Linked DNA regions of Mus musculus: region 2 is linked to region 1. A link is a contact called in public Hi-C data. All regions are on one chromosome and are shown on one strand. Each heading gives the region's core, a stretch centred on a gene start, on an enhancer-like site or on the middle of the called end of the contact. The rest is flanking DNA. Distances are from core to core; before and after follow the strand shown. Region 1 overlaps Pde4b (phosphodiesterase 4B, cAMP specific). Region 2 has its middle 25 kb from the start of Gm24869.

What was found. Hi-C and Micro-C count contacts between places; a contact is called where the count stands out from the background.
Region 2: a contact with region 1 is called in a Hi-C map of Th1 cells, with 2.7 times the contacts expected there. The contact joins two enhancer-like sites. A contact is called at or near these places in 3 of 484 Hi-C or Micro-C datasets (Th1 cells, Th2 cells and large pre-B cells) and 1 of 115 datasets of contacts at active chromatin or transcription factors (double positive thymocytes).

The regions. Positions count from the first base shown.
Region 1 is chr4:102,606,146-102,609,306 of GRCm38.p6, reverse strand. It overlaps Pde4b (phosphodiesterase 4B, cAMP specific), which reads right to left. Exons shown (of 15, transcript NM_019840.2): 15 at 2,045-3,161. Among named protein-coding and RNA genes, the nearest start is that of Gm52667, 38 kb to the right of the region's middle. Within about 2 kb of position 1,431, at least 54 of the 459 cell types and tissues checked have an H3K27ac peak or open chromatin away from gene starts, as enhancers often do. A contact at or near this core is called in Th1 cells, where this site is marked.
Region 2 is chr4:102,710,093-102,713,364 of GRCm38.p6, reverse strand. No RefSeq gene overlaps it. Among named protein-coding and RNA genes, the nearest start is that of Gm24869, 25 kb to the left of the region's middle. Within about 2 kb of position 1,419, at least 21 of the 459 cell types and tissues checked have an H3K27ac peak or open chromatin away from gene starts, as enhancers often do. A contact at or near this core is called in Th1 cells, where this site is marked.

The DNA of each region.
Region 1 (3,161 bases), core at 182-2,681:
ATCAACCAGCTAGACCATCCAAAGCTTCTAGGGACTAAACCACCAACTAAAGAGTACCAGGGGGTACTCATGGCTCCAGCTGGATATGTAGCAGAGCATTGATTGCCTTATCTGGCATCACTGGGAGGGGGGCCCCTAGGTCCAGTGGAGGCTTGATGACTCAGGATAAGAGAACCTGGGGATGTGACTAGCTATTTCAAGGTCTTTCTATTCTGATTTTCCCATGGTAAAGACTGAAACTTGGAATTTTGTGCCAATTAAACCCCCTTTTTTCCTCAGCTGTCTTTGTCAAAGTGTCTTATTGGCAGGAGATATTAAACTAGGATACATACATAATGGCTCATAGCTGTCTGTAGCTCCAGTCCCAGACTACCCGATGCCTGCCCTCTTCTGGCCTCGGTGGGCACCAGATGTGCATCTAGAGCATAGACATACATGCAGACAAAACACCCATACTCATAAAATTTAGATAAATAAGTTTTAAAACGAGCAGAAATTAAAGGAGAAGTCAGTGGGAAGAATAAAACTAAGCAAGGCCCAAACTCATTGCTGGAAAACCATCCCACAGAGCATGCCATGCTGAGGTCATGGGGTTCACAGTGACTACCGAAGGCTTCAGGCCTGCATGCCTTGGAGACAGAACCAGTGGGGTCACTACTCTTTCCCTACATTACTGTCAGCTGGGGAGAATTAAAAGTCTGGTGTGTAGGCCTCTAGGAAGAGCCACTTCAGGTAGGGCTCTGGAGCAAACTAGAATCCAAATAGCATTAACAAACATGCACATTTTCCATGCTAAGGACACTTTAGTAGAAAACAGAACAGAGAACATTCTTAGGCATAATCATCAGCTATACTTTTTATACAAACTGTAACCAATTCCGTTTTGCCATTGTATCAGATAACAATGTCCAGTCAGAAACTGGATGGTAGGGAAGTCCTGGCTAGAACTAACAGGCAAGCTTTTGATTTTCTAAAGAAATTCAGCAATTTCCTCTTACCGAGGAATTCCTCTAGAGCAGACTCTCTCCTCGCCACAGGCCACTTACTTCTCTGTGGCTAAGTTAGTAAGAGCTACTCACTGAGTCTTTGTCACCTCCTACGCAAGCACACACGCACTCGGGATGACTTATTTTAAGATGATGACTTTAACACTTGATAACATTTAGTTCTTTCTAGAACAGTATAACCTACTAGCAAAGGCACAGACAGTCGGCTGGGGTGTCCACGAATATTTTTATGTGCTCTGAAGGTTGTGGTCTAGGTGACTCTTTTAGATTTCAGACTCCTTGTATGCCAAATGAATCAACAGGTTTCTCTACATTGAGCTAATGTACTAGGATTCAATTCTGTGAGTCACTGTGGTAGCCTACACAGCCCAGCTAAAGATGCCTCTTATTTACCTAAGAGATTAAACTCTTCAGAATTCTAAAGAGGTAGAAGGAAATGGTTCAAGATGAACAAAGTGGTTTTGCTTGTTAGTCTTCACCACCCTCCTTCCTGTACTGAGGAGCTGGGTGAATAATCTGCTGAGAAGAAAACAAAATGCTCTGAGCCATGGGACTTTTTGGACACAGAGAATACAAAACTTCAGTTGTGATTTGGATGAGCAAAGTGGCTTGCTTTTTTGTGAAGTACGGTAAAGAGGAAGAGGAAGAAGAAGAGGAAGAAGAAGGAGAAGAAGGAGAAGAAGGAGAAGAAGGAGAAGAAGGAGAAGAAGGAGAAGAAGAAGAAGAAGAAGAAGAAGAAGAAGAAGAAGAAGAAGAAGAAGGAGGAGGAGGAGGAGGAGGAGGAGGAGGAGGAGGAGGAGGAGTAGGAGAAGAAGGAGAAGAAGAAGAAGAGGAAGAAGAAAGAGGAGGAGGAGAAGGAGAAGGAGGAGGAGGAGGAGGAGGAGGAGGAGGAGGAGGAGGAGAAGAAGAAGAAGAAGAAGAAGAAGAAGAAGAAGAAGAAGAAGAAGAAGAAGAAGAAGAAGAAGAAGAAGAAGAAGAAGAAAACAACCCTGCTTTAATATATTTGAGTTGACCTTGAAATGAATGGGGCTACAATCTAATTTATTCATGCTTTTGTTTATTCAGCTCATATAAAAGTCTCTTAAGAATGCATTTGAGCACAATATATAATAGTAATAATATTATAACATACATTGTGAGAAACTTTTGAAAACAATATAACGTCCACCTGGAACAATGCAGTGTTACAGACGTACGAACCCATTGGTCATGCACATTTTGTGCCATTTTCTTTAACTATTGTCACAATGCTGAACTGAAGCATGACACGTATTTTACAAACTGAAACTGACACCAGGAAGAGGCCTGACAAGTGTTATCAGAAGCTTCACATTGCGTCATTTACGACATCAGTTCACATTCTACGATAAAAATTCACATTGTCTTCTTGTTGCCTTTGATGAATTTGAACATGGCTCCACTGCTCGTGAGCAGTATGGAGACTAGCTCTTCCAAGTCAGTAGTTTGGGGATACTCAGTATCATCTGTGATCAAATGTAGTGTTGTTTATTTTTTTAAAACGAAAGCCACAATTAGAGCAGAGCCCAGTGACAAACTCAACTCATGCATCCAGAGACTTGGATAGAACATGGGTGAAAAAAACGACATCCCAGTGCTCCTAGCCCCTACCAAACTATATAAAATAAAACTTCAGTATAAACCATTTAGTATCGAATATGATAATCCTGTTTGCAAAACCAGCTCATCAAAGGGTTGGGCAGAACTAGGGACTCAAGACAAGGAAAGGGCAGACCCTTGGAACAATGACCATTCCTGTCCTTAACTGCTGATGGGGCTCCATGTTTCTCTTAAGCAATGTCTGGGATATATAATACACAATACAAAACATTACAAGAAAAGGTTGGAACTCTTAGGCAGAGTTTTCTACACAAATTTAACACCACCATTGGCAGGCAATGTTAGATATATAAATTAATAACTTACAAAACATTACAATATGTACATTATGTAATAAATACATGGTTATAAACAGGAAGAGAGGGAAGTGTTAGTGCGGGGGCAGGGGGGAGACAGTACAAGACAAAGACAGCAGCATTAAATTGAAAACAGTATGCTTGAGGGAGGGAGGGGGGAGAGGAGGGATAACAGGTGCTGTGTAGCTCACAGTGGCCTGGGGGCTGGATGCAGCCATAC
Region 2 (3,272 bases), core at 170-2,669, 100 kb before region 1:
GATGGAAATCCTGCAGCTTTGGATCTGCAGGACTGTCCATCATGTGTTTCAGCTGATCATAGGTGAGGTAGATGTTGGGGTGGACCAACTCAAAGCCTTGGATCTGGGCCTGAGAGGTATCTGAATTGGTCAGCCTACCAACTCTCCTGTGCGCAAATCACCAGGGTGGGCTCTTGAGCACTGCTCCAGCTGGCTCACCCAATGCCATGTCAGTTCTCCTGCTCTCATGCCCTTGGAGCTGGCTCTCCCCTCCGCTGCCATCAGGGTTAGTTTTACTGTGCTGCTAGGTGAAGGATAGGGCTAGCCAGCTCTCCCTAGCATGGTAGCTGATTAGGGGCAGGGGCAGCTCAACACAGTGCCTCAAGTGACAGTCCAGACCAGGGATATATGCATGGTCTTGGGTGGCAACGTGGACCTTGGGCATCAACACAGACCTTGGCTCCCAAAGTAGCATGGACTCAGAAAACATGGACCCAGATGTCCCCATGGCCTTGGGCCTGCAGCCAGGCCACTTAGATCAGCATGGACCTTGGGGGCAGCATAGCCCTCTGATATCCACATGGTCTCCAGCATACACCCAGATTATGGAATCCTCTTGGCTGTTGGTGGAAACTTGGGCCACAGACTTCGGCACAGTCCACAGCTGAAGCAAGACCATGGACCCAGCCATGACCCTTGGCAGCATCTAGGGTCAGGAATTCACCATGATCTCCTCGTATCTGCATGTTCCTTACTACCACTGAGTCTCCAGTTCCACCTTTGCCACAGTATACTCATTCCTTTGCTTCACATTTCTCTTCAGTCTTTCCACCACATAGTCCATCCTCCATCTTTCCCATCTCTCCATCACACATTCGTGCAGTAGTGGTGCAGGAGGCAGGTGCTCAGGTTTCTCCCTTCCAATTTGGTGGCCTGGGCAGGTACATCAATCTTGTGTATATGTGTGTGTGTGTGTGTGTGTGTGTGTGTGTGTGTGTGTGTGTGTGTGTGTGTGTAGACAAATGAAATCACTGCAATTACTTTGAGCACATGTGATTGGGAATGAGAGCCAACAGGATATCTGGAATTCAGTTCTTTTACAGTTGTTCTCGACTGAATTCTCCTCAGAATACTTTTGTTCTGTATACAGAGGGGTGTGCACATACTCTCAATATTGTAGCTACATGTAATGAGGAATCACTGAGAACCTTAAGAAGGTAATTGCTTGTTCACATCAGAATTTGGGGGAAGATATTTAGCTGAAGAAGAGAAAACTCTACAGACAGGACATAAACTGGAGGAATTGGCACCAGAGGCTAAAGCAATACATCAAAATCAGTATAAACCACAGAAGGAAACGAGGTGGGGAAGAGATGCTCAAAGGCTGTAGAGATGGAACCACAGATTACCACTGATCTCCTCCGTGTTTCACTAGAACCTGCATGAAAAGAACCACAAAGAGTGATGGGTGAAAGACACAGTCATATGTTGCTTGGTAATCGGGATACCTTCTGAGAAGTGTGTCCATAAGTGACTTTGTTGTGAGAACATCATAGCGATTGCTTACATAAATTAAGATGGTGGGTGATAAAATATCTTTGAATGCTGGCATTGACCTCAATTTCACAGTGTAAAACTACATACATTATATGTGAAATTACATTGAGGGTTTTTTTTTTAAATATCTGTAGTGATCTCCACTCAAAAGGAAACTGTCAAGAAATTATGAATCATTTGTTAGAGTTGAGTATGTTTTGGAAAGAGGCATAATAAATCAACATCTGTGAACAAACTATTTTGGTAAACTGGGTTGTGTCAAATACTGAGAATGAATTCTATGTAAACACCATGTCCTTTCGAAGTTATGTCTATGTGGTTTCTGGAACCTCAAGAGGAATCAGCCTCTGACTATTCTCCTTTTTGTATTGACTTGTTTACAGTTTGTTTCTTCTGTCCTAGACCTGGATGTTGATTGCATCTTCTTTCTTAGAGTTGTAAGTTGGCGTTTATTATGGAATTTAGCATTTAGCTTCACCTTTATTTATTGCTGGTAGCTCTTACAGATTTTAAGGTAGACTTTTTCAAAGATGGAACTTGAGTGTCAGGACACTTGAGTTTGGAGACTGTGGAGTATTCATAGCCTCATTATTGAACATGTCTCTGAGTGTCCAATGCAGGACCACTCACTCAAAGTGTCCCTGTAGATTCTAGTATCTCTTGGTATTTTCCGTGTCATGATGATCCTCTAGAGAAGATGTCTTCTTTCTCTAATTTCTTTATTAAATAATAGAGGCCCTGTTACTATGCAAAGTACAGTTTATATAAATTACTCATCCTGTCACACCAGGAGTCTTACAAGGCCAAGAAAACAAAACAGAGAAGCACTAAGTCTCTGCTCCAAACAGTTCTGTCTTGGTGTTTTTCTTAATTCTTAGTAATAGGCAAATCCCTGATATTTTCAGGTAATCGAGGTCATGGAGACTCACTTAAGCATTTTTAATTTTCAAATGTAGAGTTGCGTGAATGCCACCAAAATCACATAAAGGGAATGAATGACTCGCTTCCACTATTAACGGATAACCCAAGCTACAGAATTGCTTTCAGTAGCAGGGAAGGATGCTTGGCAAGAAGAGTAACCTTTAAAGAGTAACAATTGGGTGAAGCTAAGACCTTTCTGCTCTACATAATGACGCTATAATAGCTCTACAATCTCCTAGTCTAGGGACACACTGCTTGCATAGATACAAAATCCAATAAAGGCCTGCAGCAAGAGTGTGGCCCTGTGCCTTGAGGAAGGTTACAAAAGATGGTGGCAACTTGATGGACTAGGTGTGGTCAGCTGAATATTGGATGCACAGTTGGGAAGAGACGTAAACATTGCCAGCCTCCTGGGCTGTGAGGCCAAAGTCCTTCTCTTCCACACATTGCTTTGATTGACACATTTATTTCTTTTTTCTGTCCTGGGTACATCCCAGGCACCTAAATCTGGTGAAGCCATGTGGGTAGGTTTAGTGAGTGGTTTGGAAGCAGAATAGTGGATACTTCTGGCCAACAGAACTTAGGGTAGGTGTGACTTCTACAGGATCTTAGAGTTTGGTAGCTGTCTGTTGGGAGTGTAGCTGTGAAGAGGCAGGAGCCTGGATCCCTATTTGGTACGTGTCTATAGGTTGCTATAATAAATGAATAGACTGAGTGGCTCATAGCAGACATATTTGTGTTTCATAGATCTAAGGTCCAAAGTTCAAGACTAAAGTAACACTGGAGCCGAGTACTGATGAAGACCCCTTCAAGGT